Regions from separate parts of the Mus musculus genome. Here region 2 is linked to region 1. The links are chromatin contacts, called in public HiChIP or PLAC-seq maps. All regions are on one chromosome and are shown on one strand. The core of a region is the stretch at or near the end of the contact, and the rest is flanking DNA. Distances in the headings are between cores, read along the strand shown. Region 1 overlaps Bcar3 (breast cancer anti-estrogen resistance 3). Region 2 overlaps 4933405D12Rik (RIKEN cDNA 4933405D12 gene).

Region 1 (2,700 bases), core at 81-2,580:
AGGGGGGATAGGGAGAATATGAACTTGATTCAAGATGTCACAGGTATCAGAACAAGAGAAGAGAGGAGGCAAGAAGAGTGTTCTGCAGCCCCAACACAGGCGCCTGAGAGACTGAAACACAGGCAGGAATTTGCTGTAAGGTCAGACCCCAATAAAACAGAGGATCTACTCCCCACCCCCAATTCTCCTTTTTTCTCACCCTAAATTGCAAGGGTCACACTCAAGAGCCTTAGGGCAGGAAACATGGTGACTTTTCTGCACATAACAATGGGACCCTATGTGCAGGGTCTGTCTTGGCAGGAAGCTCAGACAGTGACCAGTTCCTTCCCCCTCTGAACCCAGGAATTTACTGCACTGGGCTAAAATTGTCTTAGTCTTCCAGGCTACTATGCAAGAACTGGAAGTAAAATTGTAGCTATGACGCCCGCCTTGCCTTTGAAACTCCAGGGTCATACTCTCCTGAAAGCTCATCCCGGGGCTGTTGTTCCCGGCTGTGTCTCGCCCTTGTTGAGCAGAGGTGGTAGTGACTCAGAGCACACTTAGTCTTCCCAATTCTCCTAATACCTGTTAACTGAGTTATGAGCTCTGGTGTCTTTAAGTGTCGTGTGTGTGTATGTGTGTGTGTGTGTGTGTGTGTGTGTATGTGTAGAGTACTCACTTGCAAAGCAGGGACAACGTTTGTAAAATATAAACTGTGGTCACAAAAATAACATCACCTCTATCTATATTTGTAAGCCCCCAACCCCCACCTTCCTCCCTCTCTTTCTCTCATCCCCCTCTCCAAGGCACTGGGGACTCAACCCAGGGCCTTGTACATCCAAGACAAGCCCTCTACACCTGACTTCTGTCCCTAGCTCATCTTAATCTTTAACTTTGAGTCAAGGTCTCATCCATTTGCCTCTTCAGTTACTGAATTTGTGGTCCTCCTGCCTCAGTCTCCTGTATAAGCTATAACTGACAGGCTTGTCCCCATCAGACCTGGCCACCTTGACTCACTTTGTCTGTCTGTCCCATCTCTTTCCTTTTCTCCCAACTATGTCCCATTCCTGATTTCTTGTCTTTCTAACCAATGAATCCGACCAGATTCCCAGATAAACTTGGAATACTTGTTGGAAGAGTTCTCTCTCTTAGTAAAAGCATTAACAATGTTAATTCAACCCTACACCCCAGGGGCTTCAACTAACAAGGAACCAATTCCCCCTGCTTTGTTCTTGTGGTGTGCCATCAGTGGCTAACTGGCTAATGACAATCACTTGCTTAGTATCTGCTGGGGACTTCCTGGTGCTGTGTGGGGATGACTCAGTCTGTGGCCACAGCTAGCCATACCCACCTTTTATCAGATGAATGCTTCCAGCTTAGCCTGCCTAGGAATGAGGTAGTAAATTAGACGTCAAGGGTAGCCAGTGTTTGATTCCAGAACAAGGAAATGAAGTCACTGTGCAATTCAGGGCACCTAAGACCTTGGCTTTTACTTAGTTAACACACTGTAACTAGTCAAACTATCCCCCAGGCTCTGTGAGTAGATCCCACAGTCAGAGAGAGATAGAAACAAATGAGGGTGCAAGAGGCTAGGCAAGCAGCAAAAAGGGAGGGATCGTGACAGAGCTGAAGTCAGAAGACAAGCAAGAGAGAGGCTGGCCAGGGCTTAGGCCCAGAGCTCAGGCCCCAGCGCACCTCTAGGTGCCAGGAAGAAAAGGTGTCTGGAGATCCCAGACTGCACTGCATCTACTCGGAATGAGGAAGTGAGGGTGACCACTCCACCCAGACAACCACAGGGGAGGAGGCTGAAGTGAGAAGTCTTGTCAGGAAGAGCAGGTGGCTCAGAAGTCAGACATGAAATTCCCCAAAGCTTGCCTGAACAAAGTTGGGGGGTTCATTTTCTAACACATCTGTCCTCCCTCTGGCCACCCCCCAGCCTCCGCCTCACTCCCTCAAAGCCATTTGTTTTGTGTTTTTATTTGTTATGACTATGTCTCCATATGTAGCCTAGGCTGGACTCCCTGCATGTATGACATATATTCCCTGTATATATGACATATACTCCCTGTATATATGGCATACACTCCCTGTATATATGACATAAACTCCCTATATATATGACACAGACTCCCTGTATATGACAGGCTGGCCTGGAAATTATGATCCTCCTTCCCGCGGCTTTACCAGTGCTGGAGTTACAGACATGCCACCCCACACTCAGATTTGTAAAGTTGTGTGGAATGCAGCCTTTATTCCCAGAGGCCAACAGCTGCTTGCACAAGTGGGTATTAACACTTAAATTTAAAATGTTTCCTCTCTTCATTGCCTCTGCCACCCACATACAGTAGCCACAACAGTCAGTGGTTTGAGCACATTCCTGCACCATAGAAAACTCAACTGGCCAGGGCTGTACCCAACAATATTGGAAGCTAAAACAGTCAGGGTGACCGGGAGATAATTTGCACACTAGTGAGAATGAGAGGGAAAGGGAGAGGGACAGAGGGAGGGAGGGAGGGAGGGAGAGAGAGGGAAAGAGAGGCCAGCTTTTATTTTAATATGAAAATCAAGTCTTGTGTTTCTTGTGTTAAAAGTGTGTCTCATCTCTAAAGATCCATGTTCAAGGGCATGCTTTGGCTTTGCTTCATGGTTTGTTTATTGTTTGTGAAAAGGCTTTATTTATAGCCTGGGCTGGACTTAGTCATCCTGCTCCAGCCCCCAAGT
Region 2 (2,700 bases), core at 155-2,654, 370 kb before region 1:
CTGTTTCTTATCGCAAGTTGTTCAGCTTTTACATATCAAAGACTAGCAGATAAGCAGAAAGGATTGGATTTACAGAAAGGTTTTAAGATTACTGAGCATCTTAGCAAAGAATGGGAAAAAGGGGGCATTCTAAAGTTTGCCAACAAACATTAGCACATTCTATGTTAATGGACCCTTACAACTTGTTTCATTATGTTTCAGAGTTTGAAATGACTGCCTGGATTCTTTTCAAAGACTGGGCTTGGCAATATGCAGGGATGTCTAAAAAATATAATGGCTGTATAAAATATAATGGATGCTTTCCTGATTCTTAAAAAAATCATGATTTGGGAGGATTCATCATACTTGTTATTCAAAAAAATGGCAGTCCTCATTTCTTTTTTCCTCTTCTGTTTTTCTGAAAGAGGGTTTTGCTGTGTAGCTCAACTGGGTCTTGGACTTGAGGTCTTCTTGCCTCCATTCCCATGGCATAGAACTCCAGGCACGTCCACCAAGTTGAGTGATTATGCCTGCGGAAGTGTGGCATCTCCATGGCGTGAGTCTATCCTGAGGATGGATTCTCATTAAGCAAGGTAGGCCCTAAATGCCTTACATCACAAGTGGCAAGGATGGGTTTGCAATATCATCACACCTCCTCACTACCCCAGCTAAATGATTTTTCACAAATATACACACCCACAAACATCACATACATACACACCTTCCATATATATATATATTTCACACTTCATATATATCATATATTTGTACATGTATATTTCATATATATATGTATACACACAGACACACACACACACACATATATATATGAAGACCTTTTTCTTTACACCCACTTTCATTTCGCTCTATTATCTTCCAACCTGTTTCAGTATTTCTAGATACCATCTTTTCCCATCTATCTTGGCTACATATTGCACTACCTGGAGTTATCAGCTGTCTACGCCTATCTAATTTTATCAGTCTCCTATTACTGAAAACCCTGGTGTGCCATCATCTTAGTGACCCCAGATAAGCCTCGTCTCTCTGGCCTTCCACTTACCTAACCCCACTCTACATCGCTACTTCATTGCTTTCCCTCCTTAGACTCAACACTATGTCATGCGATGAGTCACTGCTTTCACAGACCTTTGAGTGCAGGCCACTACACTGACAGCTTTGTCTTCTCGGTTCCCCTTTTCCCACAATATCAGCTCTTGGTTCTGTAAGAAAAAATTTGTTATATTTCTATAAGCGGTAATTAGTTCCAGCAGGAGCTCACAGTTTCTGAGCCCTCCTCTTTCCCTCTTTAGCCAATTGAGGCAGATAGTGAAGTCAAGCTCTTGCCAATGGCATGACACAGAGTCACCACCTAGGGCAGAGACAAATGTTTGCTAGCCAGGTTTGGGCCTCGGCACACCCATTTTACAAACAGAATTGCCTTGGCAAGCCACTTTTGCTTTGTTTACTTTGTTCATGCTTTCCTTCCTGTGACTCGAGGTTAGTCTTTGCTTTTAACAGTCTGAAGAAAATGTCAGTTAGCTGTTCTCCCTCAAGCTAGAGCCCCTTCTGGGTTTATATGCATTCTCTATCCTGATCAGTATCCAACTGCCAATAAAAGCCAAGCAAAACAACATCTTTGTGCTTTTTCCTGATAATGGTGTTACTATGCCACATTCGTAGTTTCTAATCCCACCCCAGTCATCTGCCTTGCCTGGCAAGTCTTCTGTGTGTTTTTCTGCATTATAACAAGGTGTGGTGAGCACCTTAATTATTCTGTAGCCTTTTACCCTTTCCTCAGAGATGACTCCATGGAAACAGGGAGGAATAAACCCTCGCCCTGCTCTCCCCTAACTTTATACCCTCTCACTTTTAAAGCTACCTGTTATTTCTGTCTTAATTCTTTTGCCCATTTCTGTGTTTAAAAAAAAAGCATCCATTTCCATTCAGAGAGAGACAGTCAGTGTTTGATCTTCTAGTGTGTTAAGAAATCACGAACTGGATACAACTATCTTCTATGGTACAAGGTCCTGGTTTCCCAGCATAATCTTTTGACTCTTCACCTACTTTGCAGCTTAACTGAGGAGTTCCTATCTGCAGGCTCACCCAAAGAAATGTAATTGAAGATAGATGGCTCAGAAACTGTTTAAATGGCAGGATATTACTAGGGACTCTGGCTCCTTATGAAGTGAGTCAGGGCTACATACTGAGTTCCAGGCCAGCAGGGGCATAGTTGAAGTCTTATCTCAAAACAAAAACTAAATAAATAAAACAAGCAAAAATCAATGCATCAACATTTCCTTATCCTTAAACGTTCCTGTGTGTGTTATTATTATTATTGTTGTGCATATGTGTTGTGTATAAGTGGTATATGTACTTGTTAGTACCTATGTGCTTACAGAGCTGGGTGATGAACGACTTTGCTCAATCCTTTTCGGTTGTTTGTTTTTTTTTTTGTTGTTGTTGTTTTTTGTTTGTTTGTTTGTTTGTTTTTTGAGACAGGGTTTCTCTGTGTATCCCTGACTGTCCTGGAACTCACTCTGTAGACCAGGCTGGCCTTGAACTCAGAAATCCACCTGCCTCTGCCTCCCAAGTGCTGGGATTAAAGGCGTGCACCACCACTTCTGGCTGCTCAATCCTTTTCACTCTTTATTCTTTTGATACAGAGACATTCATTGAACTTGAAAGCTCACTGATTTGGCTAGACTGGCTGCCCAGTGATTT

What was found. HiChIP or PLAC-seq counts read pairs in DNA pulled down with a chosen protein or histone mark.
Region 2: a contact with region 1 is called in a FOXA1 HiChIP or PLAC-seq map of pancreatic cancer cells. The contact joins two enhancer-like sites. A contact is called at or near these places in 4 of 39 promoter capture datasets (embryonic stem cells, hippocampal neurons and liver), 1 of 484 Hi-C or Micro-C datasets (embryonic stem cells), 2 of 115 datasets of contacts at active chromatin or transcription factors (extraembryonic endoderm stem cells and pancreatic cancer cells) and 1 of 9 other capture datasets (embryonic stem cells).

The regions. Positions count from the first base shown.
Region 1 is chr3:122,520,106-122,522,805 of GRCm38.p6, reverse strand. The region is part of intron 8 of Bcar3 (breast cancer anti-estrogen resistance 3); the gene reads right to left. Among named protein-coding and RNA genes, the nearest start is that of Mir7657, 20 kb to the left of the region's middle. Within about 2 kb of position 1,330, at least 114 of the 459 cell types and tissues checked have an H3K27ac peak or open chromatin away from gene starts, as enhancers often do. A contact at or near this core is called in pancreatic cancer cells, where this site is marked.
Region 2 is chr3:122,887,140-122,889,839 of GRCm38.p6, reverse strand. 4933405D12Rik (RIKEN cDNA 4933405D12 gene) reads left to right here. Exons shown (of 6, transcript NR_046036.1): 5 at 405-572. Among named protein-coding and RNA genes, the nearest start is that of Fabp2, 6.6 kb to the left of the region's middle. Within about 2 kb of position 1,404, at least 71 of the 459 cell types and tissues checked have an H3K27ac peak or open chromatin away from gene starts, as enhancers often do. A contact at or near this core is called in pancreatic cancer cells, where this site is marked.